Linked DNA regions of Canis lupus: region 1 is linked to region 2. Evidence: chromatin contacts called from public Hi-C data. All regions are on one chromosome and are shown on one strand. Each heading gives the region's core, a stretch centred on a gene start, on an enhancer-like site or on the middle of the called end of the contact. The rest is flanking DNA. Distances are from core to core; before and after follow the strand shown. Region 1 overlaps YWHAZ (14-3-3 protein zeta/delta). Region 2 has its middle 91 kb from the start of YWHAZ.

Region 1 (3,771 bases), core at 1,143-3,642, 75 kb after region 2:
AAGGATATATGGGAAATACTCATATATTTTTCCAATTTTTTCCCAAGTTTGAAATTATTTCAAAATGAGAAGTTAAAAAAGACAACTAGTTAAAATTTAATTACCATATGTAAAAAAAGGTTATTTTCTCTTTGGGTTAATATGTTATATAAAATATGTTTTGGGCAGCCCCGGTGGCTCAGAGGTTTAGCACCACCTTCAGCCAGGGGCGTGATCCTGGAGACCCGAGATCGAGTCCTACATCGGGCTCCCTGCATGGAGCCTGCTTCTCCCTCTGCTTGTGTCTCTGCCTCTTGCTCTCTCTGTCTCTCATCAATCAATAAATAAAATCTTTAAAATATATGTTTTAAAGAAAAATCTTAAAAAAAAAATCTTTTTTAATAGTATTTCTAGAACAATGACAATACCAGTGATTTTGTTCTCCATCCTCATATACTTTTTGTGCTCAATTGTGTTTTTCAAATTTCCTTACTGGATTGGTAAGTGCTGATGCATTTATAAACAAAAATACAAGGGTTAGAAAGGAGGTTCTTACTTTTTCTTAGAGTATTCCACCAATAGCGCCAAATTTAATTTCCATTAAGAAAAATATACATAAAATGTCATTAGCAAACAGTAAATAGCCCCCAGAATATCAAAGCAAATGAACCCCTAATGAGACTTTTATGGACTGCAATTTGAAAATATGCCTGGAGTATGTCTCCTTTGACTTGACCTCACCAAATATGTGAATGGGAAAGATCAAGCTCTCATAACCCATTCCTCTGTTTTAGACTGTACTACCATGGCCCTCTTCCATGAAAAGAAATGAAGAGAGGTTAACACACAGATAAATGGCTTTCATACAAATCATGCATGAAAAATTCCAGTGGTTAAAAGAGAAAAGGGGGCAGGAAGCTGAGGCACAAAGGCTTTCAAATGAGATTCTCATTATTTCCATTTAAGTATTAGAATCCTAAAATATAGTCTAAATTTGAAGCCATTGTTCTTAATGGAATTAAAGAGGTAATTTTTCCAGTTATCCCAACAATCCCCAATAACTCATACTTGTAGGAGAGTAAACATCATGTCTCAGTCTACAACTAAGGTGATACAGTAAGAGATAGAAAATATTATGTTTAGGGTATGACCTAATAGAAGTCACTGAACCTCTGAGCTTCAGTTTCTTACCTGTGAAAATAAAAAATCTAGGGTGGATGCTTCTTCAAGCCTGAAGTTCAATGATTCTATAAAGTTCAACTCCCAATTTATTATTATAAAACTTGCAACATTCTGAAGTCATTTTTAGCAATAACCTCAACAGGAAATTTAATTCCAATATTACAGCACATTGCGTAAAGTCAAATTTCTAGTCTTGCGAATTAAGCAAGAATAATTCTGTGCAGAGAATATTCCCAGAACTTTCACTTTACTCTGCAGAGCCACGGAGCCTTTTATCATTCCTAGATCTAAAAAAAGCAGGCTTTTTTGTTGCCAATAGGAGCCCATCAACTTGGAAATTAGTCTCTTGCTCCCCCTTGTGGCTGGAATGGACTTATTTCTTTGAACTGCAACTTAGTTGCTTCCAACCAACCAATTAGAAAAATGCTTCACCAAAAATGCTAATGAATCGGGCTGTTTCAAGAACTAATTTGCAGACATTTTGACTTAAACTCACCTTCCTATGCTTTATTGATCTACAAGAATAAAATTTTAGGTGTCCTATGAATAAGGTCATTTAGTATGAAAAAACAGAGCTACTTAACTTTCAAGGATGGGATCAGAGAGAATTCTAATCAATGAATTCTAATCAATCACTTAACTGAATACATTTTCTATTAATAAATAAATGGCAAATCCTCACCATTTAACTTCTATAAAGTCAACAACTGAATTAGAGAAAACCACGATATATTAACCTTGGTGTTTAAGGAATATTAAAAATCAAAAACGTAATCCTAATTCCTGCTGACAGCTATAGTAGTTGCTCCCTGAAGTTTTCTCCCAAAATGAATCAAAAAACATCTGCAGAAAATGCTGACAGCCTGGTGTTCTAGAACATTTTGTATGCATTTCTGAAAAATCAGCTGGTTGAAAGGACTCACAGTTAAGTGGGATGAGGAATTGCTAAGTTAAATCAGGTTCAGAGGAACGTCTGGGTGGCTCAGTGGTTGAGCGTCTACCCTTTGGCTCAGGGTGTGATCCTGGAGTCCTGTGATCTGGAGTCCCGGGACCAAGTGCCATTATCGGGCTTCCTGAATGGAGCCTGCTTCTCCCTATGCCTGTCTGTGTCTCTGTGTCTCATGAATAAATAAAATTAAAAAAAAAAAAAAAAAGTAAATGGTAGGAGAATTTACAGAGCACTAGGTGTTAACTGCTAAAATTGTTCTGACATGCTTAGGGGCTTTCCTCTTCCTCCTCTGACGCAGAACCCTTTTTAGAGTTGGCATCAACCGTGACCTGGGCTGGTCGCTAACCAAGTATTTCCACCACAAAACACTTGTTTAAAATGCCTCATTTTTCATAGTTTTTTAATTTGCACATGCACACTCTATATTATTATGAACTTCCTAGTGGGACTAGATATTATCCGTTGCTTTTTTAAAAAAGGTGAAGTCTTTCACATTCAACCAACATGAAGTCTTTGTTATTTGTGGTTGTGTTCATTTTCTTAAGTTGTCAAGATTTTTTTAAGAAAAGGGGCTTTTGGGCAGCCCAGGTGGCTCAGCGGTTTAGTGCCACCTTCAGCCCAGGATGTGAGTCTCCCAGGTCGGGCTCCCTGCATGGAGCCTGCTTCTCCCTCTGCCTTTGCGCCTCTTTCTCTCTCTGTCTCTAATAAATAAATAAAATCTTTAAAGGGGGGGGGGCTTTTAATATTTATTATACTTTTTAATAGCACAGGGAGCTTATAAAATAAACATTAAATATAAGAAGTTTAAGCAGTTAATCAAAATTCTTATATTTAACCTCAAAATTAATTAAACAACACTGAAGTGACCATCAGAGATACAAAAAAAGGTTAAGCAGTATATTTGTTATTTAATATCACCATGGGTGTGTATTCAGTCAGTAATTCTCAAAACATCCTCAAGGTAGATCCTCACTGCCATTTTGAAGATGGGGAAATAAAGCTAGAGATGGAATAACTAGCTCAAAGTCATAAAATGAATAAAAATTTCAAACTCCAAAAGTTTGCACAGCTTGTGCTAGATTCTACCATACCTTTAAAAGGTAGTACATATTTTAGTTTCCTTTATTTTTATTTTTTTTAAAGATTTTATTTATTCATTCATAGACACAGAGAGAGAGAGGCAGAGGGAGAAGCAGGGAGCCCGATGTGGGACTTGATCCTGGGTCTCCAGGATCACACCCCAGGCTGCAGGCGGTGCCAAACCGCTGCACCACCAGGGCTGCCCCAGTTTCCTTTATTTTTAGAAAAATTACACGATTATTCTTCAAGTCTTATCCCTTTGATCCAATTACTTTGCCTGATAAGCCTATCAAATAAAAACAACCAAAGGGGAAACTGAAAAGTAGTCCTCAATATATCACTATTTCTAAACATCTTCCAAACACCTTAGTAAAGTACTCAAATTACTGAATTGAGAACTTGTTAAGTATATTAGAGCCTTCCTATACATAATACTGCCCTCAACTGTCAATTCCATAGAACTGCATTTTAAAAATAATGCATTTGGAGGTAAGATTTTAATGTCCCTGGGTTAAATGTGGTCCAAGCAGGTCTACGTTCTAAACTCTGGGCAATGGTGTTTATTATGTTTTCAGAAGCAA
Region 2 (3,613 bases), core at 944-3,443:
GTGAGAGAGAGAAAGAAGAGGGGAAAAGGAGAAAGTGTGGGGAGGTGCAGTGGTGAGATACAAACAGATATTTTATGTGACAAGGTTTGAACAAAGCCCCTAATGCTGGGCCTTCCATTTGCCCCACTAACTCCACTTTCTCCCTTTTCCTTTCTTTTCTGTGCCTGGGGAGGCAGACCCACGTGGGCACCACTGATGACTTCCTGGGCCTATTGGCCACTGCCTGGGTTTTCCAAATGGGGGTGCACTGGCAAAGATCAGAGAGTGGAAGCATGAGATCAGGATATATTCCCCAAGTTCCTTCCCTGAACCAATGCCAAGGATATGCTGCAGGCTGTAGACTGTGTCCTTCTAGCAAATTCCACAGCTCCTGTTTGGAGGCCCTGTCCAGGCAGCCATCATCCCCTCTGTATACCCCCCTCATTCCCCATCAAGTGTAGTGCTATAAAGTTTCTCGCTTTGGTCAACCCCCGGGTTCTGTGTGATCGCTTACTTGTTTCTGGGAATTCTCCCCATAACTTTGTAAATTGCTCATTTTGAGTGTACCATCTGTTTCCAGCAGGGATCTTGACTAATACACAAGTGTGTGTGTGTGTGTGTGCGTGCGTGTGCATGCGTGCATGCGTGTGTGTGTGTTTAAGCTACTATCAAGAGAAATAGTTTTCTTCCAAATATCCTATAGTTATATCTAAACGTTCTATTTTGTTCTATAAATACACAGCCAGTATGTAACATACATCTCAGTCCACAATTACAGGTACCAAATACTTTTGTCATTTTCTATAGCTCGATTTAATATCTATTTTGCATCTCCATCCCACTGGGGTGGCAAAACATAGGGTCGCCCAGTGTGGGATTTACTCCTCCACCTCTTTCCCCAGTCTGGTATCTGAGTAATGGAGAGTCTCCTGCTATCGAGGTGCTGCTGGTCGGTGGGATGTCATCTGGCCACGTGGGCAGCTGCCAGGCCACCCCGTGCCCCGCTTTGTTCTCAGTCAGCAATTCAAGAGGTTTGGTGAGCCTTCTACTTCTATGCTATCCACACATTTCTATGCGGTTTTTGTGTTACTCTGGGGCATGGGAAAGTCTGGGAGGCTGCGTAAGCCCCACCTGTCAGGTCAGGCGTGCAGCCACTTTTTCTCTAGTCTTGCCACTTCCTCGGGGCGCTGCCAGGGAAGCATAACACCAGTCCCACTGCTGCTTTCACTCTGGCTTTCCACAGCATATCTCAGAGTCTCCCCGGGTCTCAGCCTGTGGTCTCTTGGGGACCCACCAATGCCCATCCTTAAATTGTTTCTCTTGCAGGGTTATTTCCCCTCCAGCCAAGGAAACTTATTTTCTAGTCTGTATTGTGGGGAAGCTTCCTCATTGCCTATTCTCCTAAATACTCGGCTTAATAGATGCTCAAGCTATGTAGGTTCATCTGTAAGGCTAATTTGGTAGTAATTATGAAGTTGGTACAAAACATAATCACTTCAGAAAAGTTCAGCATTAAAAAAAAGAAAAGTTCAGCATTGTGACGGGTGTGTAGAGGATGTTAGATTCATTCTATCCTAATTTTCTCTTTCACACACTGTACACAATCATGTGCATTTAAAACTTTGGGGAGGGACGCCTGGGTGGCTCAGTGGTTGACCATCTGCCTTTCGCCTAAGGCATGATCCCGGGGTCCCAGGATCGAGTCCCATATCGAAGTTACTGCTTCTCCCTCTGCCTGTGTCTCTGACTCTCTGTGTGTCTCTCAGGAATAAAATCTTAAAAAAAATAAATAATAAAACTTTGGGGAGAACAGGCTTCAGGCAGGCATATGGCACTTTTTAATGAAAGACAATACTGTACTCTTACAAGGGAAAATCCTGTACATTCCTTTTCTTTCAAAGTAGTTTAATGCAAGTTTTCCAATTTGGGTATGTACAAAAGTTTCACAAATTAGAACTTCTTAAAAGTCACTTATTTGGAGAGAAACTGCTAGGCCTGCAGATATAATTTTCTGCCACTAGATGTCTCTGAGTCTTAAAGTAGCACAGCAATGAGGTTTGTGTCTATTTATATACACACAGCACCTACCTCCCAGTTACAGTTTCATAATCCTCTTATGTAATGCTGGGTCCTCAGCTACAGTTAATCATCAGTTGGGAAATGGGTGGGGGAAGGGTGTCCCAAGGGCTGTATGCCCCCACGACAGGGCCAGAAATGCTGAGAGAAGGGTCTGTTCTTGTGTGACCACACAGAACCTCCCGGTTCTGAAATTTGCCCATGCCCTGGGCAGGGAAGGCATGGGCAGGGAAAACAGAGCTGCCTGTGACATGTGACCAGCTGGATGCAAAGACCAAATCATCCTTTCTTACAGATTGGAACCAGCAGAGGAGCTAGTGGGCTGAGTAACAGCTCAGCCCTGCATCTGTCCCCTGGCTGCAGGCGCCACTTAAAACCCTCCCACCCGCCACACCTGCCCCCCATCTGCTGGGGGACCAGGGAACCCCACAGCCAGCAAATGCCACAGAATTCTCTCCAGACTCCTATACATATTGTCAAGGCATCTCACCAATCTGTTTTCTATGGTACTTTCCTTTTTTTTTTTTTTTTTTTTTAAGATTTTGCCTATTTATTCATGAGAGACACAGAGAGAGGGGCAGAGACATAGGCAGAGGGAGAAGCAGGCTCCCTGCAGGGAGCTCGATGTGGGACTCGATCCTGGGACCCCAGGATCATGACCTGAGCCAAAGGCAGGTGCTCAACTGCTGAGCCACCGAAGCATCCTCTCTATGGTGCTTTCCTGCACGTGTCTGTCTGCCAGCTTGGACAGACACTCCCGGAGGGTACAGACTGCTCCTGTTCATCTTTGCAGCCCCTACAGCACCACGTCCAGTGCTTTCTATGAAGGTATATAGTGGATGTCTGTTGCAGCCAATGCATGATCATGGATGATGTGAGAAGGCTGATGAAATTATTCACCACGGATGAGATTTTGAACCTTAAAAAAAATAGCTCAAGTCCTCCAATAACAGAAATCACCTTAAATGAATGCCCACCCCAATGGTTATTTGGAAGCTGATTTATGCAGCTCCTTAAAGCCTATCATTTCAGTGCAAGAGTTAAACGTGTGTACTGTATAGTAAGAATCCCTGGGGTGAACCTGAGCCCCAATATCTATTAGTTCTGTGACCTTGTGGCAGGAGACAGGTAATCTCTGGCTCAGTTATGAACAATCACAGTATTCATTCCATAGATTTGTGAAGATTCAGTAAGTTAATTTTCATCACCTGCTTCACATAGCTCCTGGCACACCGTCATGGCTCAATAATGGTTAAAAGCTGGGGACCAAAGTGACAATGCCTCCAGTTCAAACCCTTCTCTGTTTAATTTAGACAGGTTACATAAACTCTCCAGGCCTCAGTTCTCTAGTCTGTAAAGTGGGGATAATGCTACTTAGTTCATAGGGGGAATAAGTGACGTAAGCTACCAACCCACGTTAGCTAATATCAGCATCACACTTCAGTCCTTACAACATTAAGCAAACAGCTCGAGGACAGAGTGGTCAAGAGATCAGGCGTCGGTCATGACAACACATTCACAATATTGGCAACTCCTCATTTTTCTTTAACTCCTTACT

The links. Hi-C and Micro-C count contacts between places; a contact is called where the count stands out from the background.
Region 1: a Hi-C map of blood shows a contact between it and region 2, with 6 times the contacts expected there. The contact joins two enhancer-like sites. A contact is called at or near these places in 5 of 9 Hi-C or Micro-C datasets (amygdala, blood and liver).

What each region holds. Positions count from the first base shown.
Region 1 is chr13:2,877,284-2,881,054 of UU_Cfam_GSD_1.0, forward strand. All of the region lies in intron 3 of YWHAZ (14-3-3 protein zeta/delta), which reads right to left. Among named protein-coding and RNA genes, the nearest start is that of YWHAZ, 15 kb to the right of the region's middle. Within about 2 kb of position 2,393, at least 3 of the 20 cell types and tissues checked have an H3K27ac peak or open chromatin away from gene starts, as enhancers often do. A contact at or near this core is called in blood, where this site is marked.
Region 2 is chr13:2,802,213-2,805,825 of UU_Cfam_GSD_1.0, forward strand. No RefSeq gene overlaps it. Among named protein-coding and RNA genes, the nearest start is that of YWHAZ, 91 kb to the right of the region's middle. Within about 2 kb of position 2,194, at least 14 of the 20 cell types and tissues checked have an H3K27ac peak or open chromatin away from gene starts, as enhancers often do. A contact at or near this core is called in blood, where this site is marked.